Linked DNA regions of Mus musculus: region 1 is linked to region 2. A link is a contact called in public HiChIP or PLAC-seq data. All regions are on one chromosome and are shown on one strand. Each heading gives the region's core, a stretch centred on a gene start, on an enhancer-like site or on the middle of the called end of the contact. The rest is flanking DNA. Distances are from core to core; before and after follow the strand shown.

The links. HiChIP or PLAC-seq counts read pairs in DNA pulled down with a chosen protein or histone mark.
Region 1: an H3K27ac HiChIP or PLAC-seq map of embryonic stem cells shows a contact between it and region 2, with 15 read pairs. The contact joins two enhancer-like sites. A contact is called at or near these places in 2 of 115 datasets of contacts at active chromatin or transcription factors (both in embryonic stem cells) and 1 of 9 other capture datasets (adipose tissue).

What each region holds. Positions count from the first base shown.
Region 1 is chr12:76,211,345-76,218,480 of GRCm38.p6, reverse strand. It overlaps Tex21 (testis expressed gene 21), which reads left to right. Exons shown (of 10, transcript NM_019784.5): 5 at 1,389-1,518; 6 at 3,763-4,068; 7 at 5,924-6,106. Among named protein-coding and RNA genes, the nearest start is that of Tex21, 32 kb to the left of the region's middle. Within about 2 kb of position 3,215, at least 23 of the 459 cell types and tissues checked have an H3K27ac peak or open chromatin away from gene starts, as enhancers often do. A contact at or near this core is called in embryonic stem cells, where this site is marked.
Region 2 is chr12:76,069,620-76,077,379 of GRCm38.p6, reverse strand. Syne2 (spectrin repeat containing, nuclear envelope 2) reads right to left here. Exons shown (of 116, transcript NM_001005510.2): 97 at 5,097-5,252; 98 at 2,784-2,942; 99 at 1,472-1,638. Among named protein-coding and RNA genes, the nearest start is that of Esr2, 100 kb to the left of the region's middle. Within about 2 kb of position 4,564, at least 82 of the 459 cell types and tissues checked have an H3K27ac peak or open chromatin away from gene starts, as enhancers often do. A contact at or near this core is called in embryonic stem cells, where this site is marked.

The DNA of each region.
Region 1 (7,136 bases), core at 1,966-4,465, 140 kb before region 2:
GGCCTTTCTGCTTTATGACATATCCTGCTATAAGCATCCTTGTACAGACTTCTACATAATTCTTCCCCTCAGGTATTGTTGGGCTATATAGCAATTGTTTAATTTTTTTGATGTTACTTGCTTTGTTGGTTTGCATTGAGATGGGATCTCATTATAGTTCAGGTTGGCCTCTAATCCTGTCTCCTGGAATGTGGCTTTGTACTGTAATTCTCTTACCTCCCACATGCTGGGATTACATGTATCCACATCTAGTTTCTTTGAAGTTATTTTTAAGGCATTTCCAAATTGCTTTCCAACAGAGGCAGCTGCACTTTTTACATCCTCAAGCAGGGTCACAGTGTACGCATAGTCTTACCAACATGAGGAAGTTGGATCTCCTGGAGCCAGCCAGTTTCAGATGGTTGTGAGCCACCCAATGTGGGTGCTGTGAATTGGGCCCAGTCCTCTGCCAGAGCGTTAAGTATAGCCACCGAGCTCCCTCTCAAACTCTCTGGCCCTCTCCCCATTTTATATAGGGTCTCACTATATAGCCTAGGAAGTTGCCATGTAGACCAGGCTGGCCTTGAAGTCAATAGAGGTCCATTAGCCCATCTCTCAGCAGTTTAAAATATTGAACTGCTTGTCAACTTGACATAAACTTAGATGTATCTGGGAAGAGGGAATCTTAATTGAGAAAATACCTTCATCAGATGGGCCTGTAGGCAAGCCTGTGGGGCATTTTCTTCATTGATGATTGACGTGGGAGTGCACGGCCCACTGTGGGCAGTTTCACACCCCTGGGCCACCAGTCTTGGGGATAAGAAAGCAAGCTAAGCAAGCCATGGAGAGCAAGCCAGTAAGCAAGCAGCACTCCTCTAGGGCCTCGGTTTCAGGCCCTGCCTCTAGGTTCCTGCCTTGGTTCCTCCCTGCCTTGCCTTGATGATACCCTCTGACATGGAAATGTAAGTCAGAAAAGCCCTTTCTCCCCATTTGCTTTTGGTTGTAGCCTTTAGCAATAGAAGGGGAATGATAGGCGTTCTCATCTGACATTTATTATTTCTGTAGGAAAGCAAGCCAACTGCCTCTCTGCTCTTTGAAGCTAACTCATGCCTGTCTTCTTGCTGTTTTTAATTGGTAGCAGCTTGACTGTGATGTGGCTATATTTTTAATGTATTTTAAATATGAAATTTAAAAAAAAAAGTAGAGATGGGCTTTGAACCCAGTACTCGAGAAACTGAGGCAGGGAGATATTTTTGAGTTTGAGGTCTTCCAGGACTGCAAAAATAAGTTCGGTAATAGACAGGGATGTTACACAGAGAAAGCCTGTCTCAAAAAGTAATTATTTTAGTCATATTAAAAATCGGTTGAGTTGGCTTCTTTATGTTGTTGACCATTGTTGTTCTACCCAGGGAACATCTGGTGGGAAGAGAGGAGATTAAGGCGGAGCTTCTGGAGAAGAGGCGGTCCTGCCCCAGCAGCTTCTCGCCCTATATGAATCTGAAAGGACCGGAAGATTCCTTGGATATTTTCCCAGTGAAGGTGAGAGTCAGTTTAGACTGTGTGTCCGTCCCCTCCCCCCCAGGAAAAGGCTAGTATCCGGTAGGGTGCCAGTCCTCTTGTGGATGGAAGATCCAAAGCGTGGAGGAAGCCATCGGGACTGCCAGGAGAACTGCAGGGTCTCCGTGATTTTACAGGAAGGTTTGGAGGCAAGGAATGAGGCCATGAGCGGACTACGGGGAGGTGTGTTGAGGAAGTGAGAGGTTGGAGTCTTCTTGTCCAGACTGGCTTCTGCTGCTGAACACACCGGGCTTCCTGTCCCTGGATGTAGACCAGACTTGACCAGTCATCAGCTCTGGCCATTGATGTCTAGCTCTGTGGATCTTCCAGAAGGAAGTGCACTGGGGAGAAGGCAGACCATTAGCAGTGGAGCTGTGAAAGTTTATTGTGAGCTCCTCAGATTATCACAAGTTACTATGTAAAACCAGGACCTGTGTGGCTCAGTTAATGTGGGAGATCCTATTTGGAAAAACAACAACAACAACAACAACAACAACAAATCCCCAAGGGCTAAAGAGATGGTCCAGCAGTTAAGAAAGCTTGCCGTGTAAGCAGGAGACCAGTGTGGGGATCCTAACTTCCGTGTAACAAGCAGGCATGGTCAGGCATGCCTAGATCCCCAGCACAGAAAAGGCTAAGTCTGGTGGTTTTCTGGCTCCCAGATTCAGTGTATATCCTTTCTCAAAGGAGTAAAGCAGAGAGTGTTAGCGAAGCACACCTGTCACCTTCTGGCACACACACACACACACACACAGCCATGCACATCTGCATAAACATACCCCAGTCTCAAATAGTGTGTAAACACAAAGGGTGTTTTATTCTGCAGAAGTCCAGCATGTTGGGGTCTCCCATTAGCAAGATAGAGAGACCCTCAAGTGAGCTCACAGGCTCAATTTAAAGCACATTAGGGGGATTTCGGGCTTGGTGACCTTATCCTGTTCTATCTCCTAAGAGACATTCCAAAACCATTATCTGGGCATTGGGGCTGGACTCTTTGCAACAGAAATAGGCCAAGAGGAAGAGATGTGACTTCTTTCGCTTATATTATTGAGGTTGTTACATTTGTTAAGCATTGATTCTTTCTTTCTTGTAGTATTAGGGGTTGAATTTAGGGCCTCTAGAAGGTTAGGTAAGCACCCACACTACCACTGAGCTACAGTTTCAGCCCTACATGAGTATAAGTCTTCATGAAAACATGTTTCCTTGACAGCTCTTTACCTAATGGCTTCAATATTCACTGATGATCCTTGCCCAAATCAGTTATTTCATTAGGAATTACAAAATAATCATTTCCAGCTGGGCATGGTGGCATATGGCTGTAATTCCAGCCCTAGGGAAGAATTTCTAGCTTGGACTATACAGCAAGACCCTCTTGATAGATTATTTCAACACCACCAGTGAAATAAGCCAGTTCAAGCCCAGTTAGATTAGATTAAAGCCAGGTTCATCGGGAAGCTGCTCTTAGGCAGCCGAGTTCACAGGCCAGGGAAGTCACCATGGGGAAAAGGGTGGGGAGGGAGAGAGAGAGAAAAAAAGGGGATACACGCAGAGAGAGAAGAGGAGTCTCTGGGGGAAGGGTAGCCCAGCCCCTGGACCGGAAAGTCAAGATTGGGGGCAGGGTATGCCAAATAGGGACTGAGGGATGCTGGGAGAACCTGGAGTCCAGGTCTGCTTTGATATGTAAAATATGTGCTTCAGTCCTCTGATTGGACCTAAACCAAACACCTCTCTCACCCCTCCTTACTCCCCTCCACCCCGGCTAAAAAACAAAACCAAAACCAAACCCAAATCAAAACACACACACACACACACACAAAGAGCCAGTGTGCAGGCTCAGCAGGTAAAGGCACATTTTGTGGAAGTCTGATTGATAAAAGGAGAGAAGAGATTCCTGCAGGTTGTCTCTGATCTCCATATGTTTACAGTGGCACAGGCCGCCTCCCTCACGACAATAACAAAGATAATTAGACATAATAAAATACAATGATAACTTTTAAAATTCCTTGAGTGTTCTGTAGCGTTTGCTCTCACGAGGGCTGTTTTGGTTCCTCCTTCTTGCCGTTTTAAGTCAGTGCCCTTGTTTCTTATGAGATGCTAATGTTTCAAGTTAGGACCCTTTCTCCTGAGGTGGTGAGTTCATACTGAGTTCACAGTTCATAAGAAGTGACATAGATCTTTCCATATTGTTTCAAGCGGGAAGTTTAATCCTTGTGTTGGTACATTCAGGACAATGATGAAGTCTACAATTTGAAGAGAGGCAGTGTTGTTTACTCTGAGGGACCAATTGATGGGCAAACTACTGGTGATAAATGTCAGCAAGATTTGATCCACCAAGAAAAGCTAACGTCTGAGTTGGACAGAGCTCCGTTTTCCTGCGGCTGGGAAACCACACCTGAGCAATCCCATCACCAGGATTTCCTCGGTCAGTTGGCCACTCTCCTGAGTGACAGCATCGGCCCTATACTAGCCACAGAGGAAGCGGTGAAAGAGAGGATCCAGGAAATGGGTGCAAATGAACAGTCGTGGAAATGCGTGAGTGTGCTCCGAAAAATTATCCTTTCCAATTTAATTCTCTTTTTCTTTTTCCTTTTTTGTTCCTTTCTTTTTTCTTCTCTTCCTCTCTGTCTCTGTCTGTCTCTCTCTGTTTTTTTGGTTTTTTTTTTTTTTTTTTTTTCAAGACAGGGTTTCTCTAGGTAGCCCTGGCTGTCCTGCAACTTGCTCTGTGGACCAGGCTGGCCTCAGACTCACAGAGCTCCTTCTGCTGGTATTGAGGACACACACCACTATTGTCTGGCTGAATATTTTTTTAAAAAATGTATGTGCTTGTGGGAGTGCACCTAAACATGTGCATATGCATACATATGTGTACCAGTGCATGTGGGGGTCAGAGGCGGACCTGGGCTTGTTCCTGACCAGTGGGGTCTAGGGATCTGCCTGCCTCTAGTACCTGATTTGCAGATGTACACGAGCTTTTCATATGAGAGATGAGTATTGCCACTTGGATCCTTATGCCTGCACATTTTACCCTGTGAGTCTTCTCAGAACCCCAGTTTTATTAGTTTAATATGTAGATTTTGACATTAGCCAACTAGTAAGCTCTTTGGCTTCATTTGTAATTTTTCCAAGACAAGATTCCTATGCGGAGCTCCAGCTGTCCTGAAATTCACTTTGTAGACCAAGCTGGCCTCGAACTCAGAAATCCGCCTGCCTCTGCCTCCTGAGTGCTGGGATTAAAGGTGTGTGCCACCACTGCCTGACTCGTCATTTGTAATTTTTTAAAGATTGTTTTTATTATTTTATTTTTGTTTATGTGCATGTGTCTATGTGAATATATGCTACTTGTGTGCATGCCTACAGAGTCCAGAGAATGGCTCCACCATCTGCAAGCTGTGTGTTCTTGGGAAGGTTATTTATGTCCACTGTGTTAGTTGCATTTGTAAACTGGAGTTAAGAGATGTCACTCCTACTTTTTAGCATGGTTGCAAAGCTTAAATGGGCTAGCACATGATAAATGCTTAGTACAGTTTAGTATACATTCAATAAATATTAACCTAATTAGCACTATATTAGTTAGGCATGATAGCACATGCCTATAATCCAAGGTGAGGATAAGAGTATGAGTTGTAGGGTAGCCTGGGCTACATATGAAGACCCTGTCACAAAGAACAACAACAAAATTGTTAAACAACTTTATTTCATGTTATGAATATATCTTATCCTTGTGTGCTAAGATTTTTTCTACTTATTTCTTTTCTGTTTTCTAAAAGGCTGATTTATTATATATATATATAAGTACACTGTGGCTGTCTTCAGACACACCAGAAGAGGGAATCAGATCCCATTACAGATGGTTGTGAGCCACCATGTGGTTGCTGGGAATTGAACTCAGGACTTCTGGAAAAGCAGTCAGTGTTCTTAACCGCTGAGCCATCTCTCCAGCCCCTACTTATTTCTTAAAATGACAAATATATCCAGATGTATGATCCTTAACTAGTATTTGGGAAGCTGAGGCAGGAGAAATGCTGTGAGTTCAAGGACTATCCTAGCTAACAGAACAAGCTGTTGGCTCAAAAATCTAAACAGCCAATGCTATAGAGATGGCTCAGTGATTAAGAGCACTTTCTGCTCTTGCAGAGGACCCAGTTTCGATTTCTAGCACCCACATGGTAGTTACTATCTGTAACTCCAATTCCAAGGGATCCGATGTCTCTTCTGGTCTCCTTGGACACTGGGCATGTATGTGACGGTGGTACACAGACATACATGTAGGCAAACACCCACACACCCAATAAAAAAGTACATGTCAGCTCTACTCATCTACCCAGTGATGGTGAGGGAAGCGTGAATGGCACGTTGGGAAGCATTTACTTAATGTCGTGTGTTGCAGAAGGCTGAAGCCCTGCAGCAGGAAATCCAGACGCTCACCAAGAGACTTGAGCAGCTCTACCGCCTTTATGAAGAAGCCCAGACTGAAGAAAATTACACGGAACAGGAAAGACCCTTGGGACCCCTGGAAGGAAAGGTTGCTGTCAGCTGCTCTCTGAGGAACTTAGATGTGGGCAGGAAGAAAGTAAGAGATTCTTCCCGAAGGCCGCATGTTTCTCTGAGAAGGATCACATTTTGGGTTGTGTTCTCAATAGCTTTAACATTACTAAAGCTGCTTGTACTAGTTATATATTTCGTGTGTGTGTGTGTGTGTGTGTGTGTGTGTGTGTGTGTGTATGGTGTGTGTGTGTGTGTGTGGGTGTATGGTGTATGTGTGTGTATGGTGTGTATGTGTGTATGTATGGTATGTGTGTGTGTATGATGTGGTGTGTGTATGGCATGTGTGTGTGTATGATGTATGTATGATGTGTTGTGTGTGTATGATATGTGTGTGTGTATGGTGTGTATGTGTGTATGTATGGTATGTGTGTGTGTATGATGTGGTGTGTGTATGGCATGTGTGTGTGTATGATGTATGTATGATGTGTTGTGTGTGTATGATATGTGTGTGTGTATGGTGTGTATGTGTGTATGTATGGTATGTGTGTTATGATGTGGTGTGTGTATGGCATGTGTGTGTGTGTATGGTATATGTATGATGTGTTATATGTGTATGGTGTGTGTGTGTGTATGGTGTGTGTGTATGGTGTGTGTGTGTGTGTTAGCATGTAACTGTATAGTCCTGGATGTACTCAAACTCTTAGCATCCCTACCTCAGCCTCCTAAGCACTGGGATCACAGATGTGAACCACATCTGACTTACACATGTTTTTGAGAATGGCCAAAGGGGAATCGGCTTCAAATCCTTATTGCTTATGATTTTCTTTTAAAATCCTCTCTTCTTTCCTCTCTTTTTCTCTATTGTGTGTATATTTGATAAGCATTATGATGGCACTTGTTAATATGAATCTCATTTTTAATATATTTTTGGACAGATGTTTAACAGTATAACATAACCCAAGCTAGACTGAAGCTCTCAAGGTAGACTAGGATGACATTATATTTATAATCCCCCTGCCTCTGTCTTCATAGTCTAGCTGTGATTAGAGATGTGTACCAACTCCCCTGGCTAAGACATCTCTGGATTCACTTTTAAATGATGATGATCAGGAAAG
Region 2 (7,760 bases), core at 3,315-5,814:
CATTGAAAAACTGCATGCTACCCCCTCTCTTACATGTGAGCCAGCGGGGCTTCTCATCCCTTCCTGGGTGGCTTTTCTCCTATTCCACATCACTCCTGTTTTCTCCTGTTCCACATCGTACCTGCTTTCTCATACCAAGGGTCTCTCCCACTGCCTGCATTGGCCATCAGGAGTTCCGAACCTTCACTCAGGACCATCTGGGTGGCAGGTCTTTCCTTTTCTCCACCCTCTACTCTCAGAAGACAGACTCTCCATGTGCTTGGCTCTACTGCTGACAGACATGCGCTCTCATTAACGTAATTGGCTCCTCTCACTTCCTGTCTGCTGAGCTAGCCCCACCTGGCCGTTGCCTCTGCTGACCGAGTCAGGTTCACTTACGGTTTCCAGTGGTCAGTGAGGTAAAGGGCACGCCACGTCACTAACACCGGTCTATTCTTATCTCCAAATCTTAACATTAAGTCTCTCCTCTAAACTCCAGATGACATTCATGTTCACACCTGAGCACACTGTCCTGTGAGACACATGCTGGGCCACTGGCAGACAATGCTGCATGAGTGGTCCCAAAGCAGACATCTCGGAAAACCAGGGCGCATTAGGAAAATGTGTGGTCCGGGGAGGAGGGCACTGCCTTTCCCGAGAAGACTTGAAATTGGAAGCCATCTACAAAGGTTTCCGTTGTTTGATGGCAGACAATCTTCCTAGCTCTCTTTCAGACAAAATTGCACTGGAGAACAGAGCTTTGTGGTCACATCTGAGGATATGCTGACCAGTATTCAAAGTTGTATTCTCCAGTGGGACCAGGGGGGCCCATCAAGGACCTGGTTACACTGGGCCCAGCTGTTACTACACAGAGTGTAGTGCTGGAACAGGCAGGCGTAATTTCATGGGGGACACATTAATTCTAGCATGGGGTGAGTTTCTGAAGGAGAACTCTCCTTTAGGATCTCTTTCGAACTAAGTTTCCAACTCTGGTTTAAAACAACTCCAGCTGGGCACAGTGGCAAGTGCTTGTAGCTCTGGCTACTCGGGAGGCAGAGGAAAAAAGATTGGTTCAAGGCCAGCCTGGGGAACTTAGCCAGACCCCACACTCAACAATAACAATATCAGCAGCAGCAGCAATCAAACAATAACTTGGTAGTAGAATACTTGCCTAGCATGTGAGACCGAGTTTAATCCTTTGCATCACAAACAACACACACACACACACACACACACACACACTCACACACATATTCACACACGTACATGTACACACATACACACATATTCACACACATACATGCACATACACACACACAAATATCATTTCCATTTATTGTTCAAATTAGAATTTCTCCTCATCTCCCCTCAACTGCAAATCTGTATGCTTATAACCTGCCCGGCTACCACACGGGAAGACTAGGCTCAGTTTCACCAGGTCTGTGAGGAGATCGCTAGGAGTAAATACAAATTATCTTAGGCCAGTCCTTACCTTGATCCGATGACGTCAAAGAGATGCTGCCAGCGGTCGTTGATCTTGCTGAGCTTCTCCTCCAGCTCAGCCGCCTTGGCCTTGCTGCTGGCCTTGATCAGCTGGTCGCCCATCTGCTTCAGCTGCAGTTTGTTTTCTGTGAATAAGCTGATTTCTTCCATACAGTCCTGACAGGTACCAAAGCACAGGGCCCGAGCCGTCACCACCAGGCTGGTCCCTCTCCAGCCCAGGGCACAGTTCTCTCTTAACACACCTTTTTGTTTGTTTTTATTTTATCAGACAGGGTCTCATGGTGTAGTCTAGGCTGAAACTGAACTCCAGGCAATCCTCCTGCCTCAGGCACCCTGGTGATGGGATGGCTAGCACATACTACCATGTTGCTTACATTAGCTTATTTATGTATTTTATGTACCGTGGTGTTTTTCTTGCAGTGTGTCTGTGTGAGGGTGACAGATCCCCTAGGACAGGAGTTACAGACAGTTGTGAGCTGCCATGTGGATCCTAGGAATTCAAACTGGGTCCTTCGGAAGAAACGCCAGGGCTTTTAACCATTGAGGCATCTTTCCAGACCTGTCTACATTGGTTTAAATTGGAAAACAAAAACCTTATACTTGTCAACAGTTCTTCAAGGGATGGCTGTACCAGCCGGGTGACTATGAAGTGTTTAACGCAGCAATGACTTCCTCTGACTATGTAGCCCAGGCCTGCAGCTCCTGAGTGCTGGTGTAGGCGTGCGTTTCCATTCCAGGGTGTAGGTATGGTTTTTTTCTTTATCCTTGCAGTGCCAAGGATTGAACTCGGGGCTTCATGCATGGAAGGCAAGAACTCTACCACCTGGGCTATATCCCAGCCCCCTCAGGCTCTTTCTTAATGAACAACCGTTCAGTTGCACGTCACAGATGTGGAGCTGAGGCTAGACAGAGCTGACCGAGTCGGCCTGAGGTCAGTTTTCCCAGGGATTATGGAGAGGTGTTTTGGGTGACTGTACAATGATGCTCCACTGACCTCTTCCGTAAGCCTCATTGCTGCAGGCGTCCTCTTGACTTGGGTTCTACTTAACACTCACTAGATCCCATCACTGGCTAGTCTTCCTGACTGACTGAAGGGAAGCAGCCCTCCTCAGCACTGTATCCACCTATGACAAGCTCATGCTTTCGCTCTCTCCCATGCCCTCCTTCAGAAAACTCAAAAACAGTCCCTTGAAAGATGTACACTGCCATTAGAAACACCAGGGACACGGCAGGTCCTGGAGCCCTGTGGAAGCCCACAGCCCTCCTCCATTGCATCCACAGGGAACCCCGCCCCCACTCACTTTCTGTAGCTTTTCGATCATTTCTTCAATGCTGACATCTGCTGTCTGTAGAACTTTGTTTTCCATCTGGACCAGCCAAGCACACAGTTCTTTATTTTTCTCATTGAACACGATCCACGAATTGAGTCTGTCTTCAATCTCCTGCTTGCGGATAGCCACCTAGGTAATGACATGCACGGGGCAGCTGAGGATAGCAGGGAAGGAAAATCCCTTGGCTCTCAACACCCGAGAGCACCCCCACTCTAGCCCCCCACCTCACACACCTTTCACACACACAGACACACACAAAGGCCATTCACTTTGGTCAGTGCTTCTGAAACCTGTTTCCTTTTCTTAAAACTTCAGACTTAACATTAACAAAAGTTTTTTCCACCCGTGATGACCACCATAAAAACTAACAAAAGGCAAAATGACGGTGCTCTGTCCTCTGTATTGATCGCCATGAAGCCCAAGGCAGAAAGGTTAAGGTGAGTACAGAGTCAATCAAGGCTCTGCTTCGGTTTTTGTTTCCCTTGTTCTTTCAGTATTTACATCTACTGTTCCCTCCACGAGAATTTCTAACTTTTGTGGCCTAAAGCTTTTCCCTTTCGGAAACTCATCAAGTCTTTATATCCAGCAGGCAGTGTCCTGCTTACTTATTTTGAAGATTAACTTATTTAAATCCAGATCACAAAGTTAAAAAAAAAAAAAAAGAAAAGAAAAAACACCCAGCCATTCATTAGTAATGCAAATGAACTACCTTAAAAGTAGTAAAAAGTTTGGTTTTTTTTTTTTTTTGAGAATTTAAACAAAACAAAATAAAACAAACAGAAACACCAAATCCCCAAACAATTCATTTAATTTATCTTGTCATTACACACTGTAGTTTTTGTCTGGAAACCATGAAAATGTCAGCAAACATTGGTCTGGAGCGAGCAGGCTGACCCCCAAAAGCCCAGTGCTCTATTGTACTAACATCAGGCACGGGGCTTCCCGGCTCCTTAGAGGGCTACGGGTTAGCAATTAAACTCACATCTAGATAATTTGAACCAGCCTTTCTAAAAGTTCATCTAATTCTCAGTTTCTGAGAAGTCACTGAAATCTTAAACGGGGTAGTGTAATATGGGGTAGCTAAGAGTTCTTCAGTAGTTTTAGCACCACATTTTATAGAAAGGGGAAGAGACGGCTGCACTCTCCTGAGATTTTTTTTTTCCCTCACCACGTACAAAAGAACTTCTGCTCTTCCCTGAGTGAGGTCAAGATACCAAATGCTCCAGTGTCCCGCCCAGCCAGATGCATTTAAAAGGCCCGAAATCTATCCCTAGAAAAACAAGCATTTTGCTCCCATTCCTCCAGAAATCTGTTTATTTTGGCTTTTAAAACTCCTGGCATGTGTGCCAGGATTGAGTCCACGGTGGGAACAATCGGGACCATCTGGGTGCGCTCTTTGAGTCCTAACTCTCTCAAGACTTCTCACAGATCCGGAGTGCTTTCATTTACAGAAAACAGGAATTAGAACAATTTAAAAGACACTTAGAGTACATTGTAACTACTAAGAACCAAGGTTCTGTAAAGTATACTATTTACTTCAAAGTGTAACTAAAAGTGTCTTTAGAAAACAGGTATTTACAAATGTCAAAAATTCATTGATACAAAAAAAAAATGAGATTAAGGCATTAACTTTTCCTGAGAATTTTATATCCTTAAGGGTCTTTAAGATTAACTGAACCCTTTAACTCCACCGTGATATCCTGTCATAGTCTGGAACTGTGCAATCGGCTAAACACAATTCCATTCTTATCCAGTACAAGTGATCTGGTAAGGCCATTAGGCTCTAATCACTCCAGAGTGTAAAAGGCTCTTAGAACTGAATATCTGAATGCAGCGGAAGCCTGGTTCTCTGATAGATAACTGCCTCCATGCCTGTGGGCATCAAGGCTGCGGTGTGGCAGAGGAGAAATACACAGGGGGGTCAGAGAGATCTCTCCTAACACGCAGATTGGTACTTCCCTAAGCAAGCCATGGAGCAGAATCTTCACAAGCATGGCCCTTGCTGCCATCCCAGCTTAAGGTGATCTTAAACCAAACCAAACCAACCCAACCCACCAGCCAAAACGAACTCAGTGGAAGTGTACAAAGTTACACAGTGAACTCTGTTAAAACAAAGAGGTCAATCTGTTAAAACCGGTTGCTGCCTCCTAAAGGACCAGCAGAGAGGCACAGGGGTCCCAGGATCCAAGGGCTCCTGCTTCAGCGAAGTCAGGATCCCTTCCTTTGGCCTTGGGACGCTTCAATCAACCCCCCCACAGCCCCGAAGGCGGCTGACTGACTTACTCTTAGGCAGAGGTCCTCCCATTGTCTGTGCAAAAGCTGGATCTGCTCCTTCAGAACCGTCACGTCCTCCGCCAGGATGTGCTGGCTCAAGTCGGCCTTCATAGTCTGAAGTTCTTTCAAGCTGTGCGTCCAGTTAGCCAGAGACTTCTCTACTTCCTGCATTTAAATGCGAGGAGAAAGGGAAAAATGCCTTCAACTCCAGCTGCTGTTGTTTCCAAACCTGTAGGCTAATCCTTTGATTAGACTCTGGGGGAGGGGAGCCTGGGAAGGGGAGGGACCTTCGGAATGAGAAACAGCCGCTCCCGCAGCCCTGCCTGGCTGCCTCCAGTCACCTTTCTCTCAAGGGGACAGACAGTCTTTGCTCCCTTCCAGCTCCTTCCCTCAGGTAGCTGGAGTTTAATAAAGTGTTTCTATTGAAAAACCATCCAGGACCTTTACCAGTCTTTGTTTGTTTGTTTTTTTGGTTTTTCAAGACAGGGTTTCTCTGTGTAGCCCTGGCTGTCCTGGAACTCACTTTGTAGACCAGGCTGGCCTCGAACTCAGAAATCCGCCTGCCTCTGCCTCCCAAGTGCTGGGATTAAAGGCGTGTGCCACCACCGCCCGGCTTCAATGAGTTTTTAAAATGAAGTCCTTTTCTGATCCAATGAAAGGTAGCATTTAATAAATGACAATCCTTTCCGCTGCAGAGGGAAGTGAAGGGACCAGCCCAGACACCCCGAGTCTGTTAGGTTTTAGTTGTGTTTAGGGTTCTTTATGTATGGCTCATTTTCCAGGCCTTCAGATGAAATCTGAAAGAAGATTTTGTGTCATTTACTCCAGAGATCAGTCCGAAGAGCGGCTACAGTAACGAGGCACTAATTCCCATTGATAGTTTTCCAGTGTTCTAAAAGCTAGAGTGGTGTAGTCTCTTAACTTGCTAAATTCTCTATGTTTCTCATAAAAATGGTCCAGAGGAAACTTTCAAAGTCTGCATAAAAATGGCCAGGCACAGTGATGTACACCTTTAATCCCAAACAGTCAACCACAGAGCTATACCCCCAGCCTGGGACCTCTGCTTTATAGTCTCATTGCTCCTCTCTTTTCTCCCTACAGTACACATACACACCCCACACACATGCATACAGTGTAGCTATGTGGTTAGCATGTATCTCCCCAACAGACTGTACTGACAGACTGGCAGGGACCGGAACAACACTGCTTCTGAAATACACCCTTCTCTTCTCAAGTTGCTTTGTGTCATGGTGTTTTATCATGGCACCTGCCACACGCCTGGTGCATACTGAATCGTTAGATATGATGAGTTATATGTATGAATGAAAAGAAAGGAAAAGGAAAGCAGCTTGTCTAGTTTGTACCAATAACTCTTTTTGGTCGTTGTTTATCTGTTTGGTTTTGCAGTAGTGGGGACTGAACTCAGGGCTTCGTGCAAGTTGGGCAAATGACTTACTATGAAGTACTGAATGGCCTGGTACTCGATATGTTGTTTAGGCTGGGTTCCAACTTACAGTCCTGCCTCAGCTTCCTAAACTGGGATTAGGGGTTTTATACAACCACACAGGGCTAAGAGCTTTAAAATGTTCTTAAGTGTTAAGAGAAAGACAAAGAAGTCAAATAATACGCAGGGAGGTGTAGTATGTGAGCTAATTACAGCCAATGATCACTTCTGTAGAAACATTCCAGGAACCACGCCTCGGATCTGGGAGTGTATCTCAAGGGTGGAGACTTGCCTAGCACACAACAACACACAACCGGCTCTGGGTTCCTTCCCTTGGAACCATCCATCCGCCCAACCAAAGAATGCTACAGCCTTTAAGTTAAAATGCCCCTGATTTACTAGAAAATGATGGCAAAAGAGAATAAGTCAGCCAGATATAGTTTCCTTTATCTTTAATCTGATAAATGGTCTGTATTGCAAAATTACCTGTAAAATCCCAGTTACCATATATAGAGCATGATATAAAACTTCAAGTTGTTTATATTTAGCAGCGCATTACCAGACTCTAGCTGGATTCCCTACAGCAACAGGCAGCACAAGCCTTGCCCTGTTCTTCTGCGCTACCATTTGAACTAAAGGGGAAGGATAGATACTGTGCAAGAGTGAGGGTCTGAGTTGGAGCCTCAACTCCCATGTGAAAAAGCCAGGCATGGTAGTGCATGCCTCCCAGCACAGGGAGATGAAGACAGGAGGATCCCTGAGCCTGCTAGCCAGCAAGCCTAGTTAAATCAGTGAACTGCAGGTTCAGTGAGAGATCCTGTCTCAAGCAAATCAAGTGGAGAGCAATGGAAGATGACACTGGACACTGACCTCTGGTCTTCATGTATACATGCATGTCAGGGCATGCACACATACATGGATGTATATACATACATGCACAGAAAGGGAACAAAAGATGAAGACATATGCACGTGCGTGTACATGGACAGGATATTTTATCTTGGGAAGAATATTCAACAAATTAGCCACATCAATTCCTGCGGTAAGGAATGGGAGAAAAATTTTAATATACATCTTATGAACATTCTGAATTTTGAACCATGTGACTATATTATTTGAAATTTTCTTTAAAATTAGAACTGCTCCAATAAATTGATCTTTCAACAAGTCTCAGATGTCCACTGTAGCAATTTTCATAATAGTATATAGAGCAGTGGTTCTCAACCTTC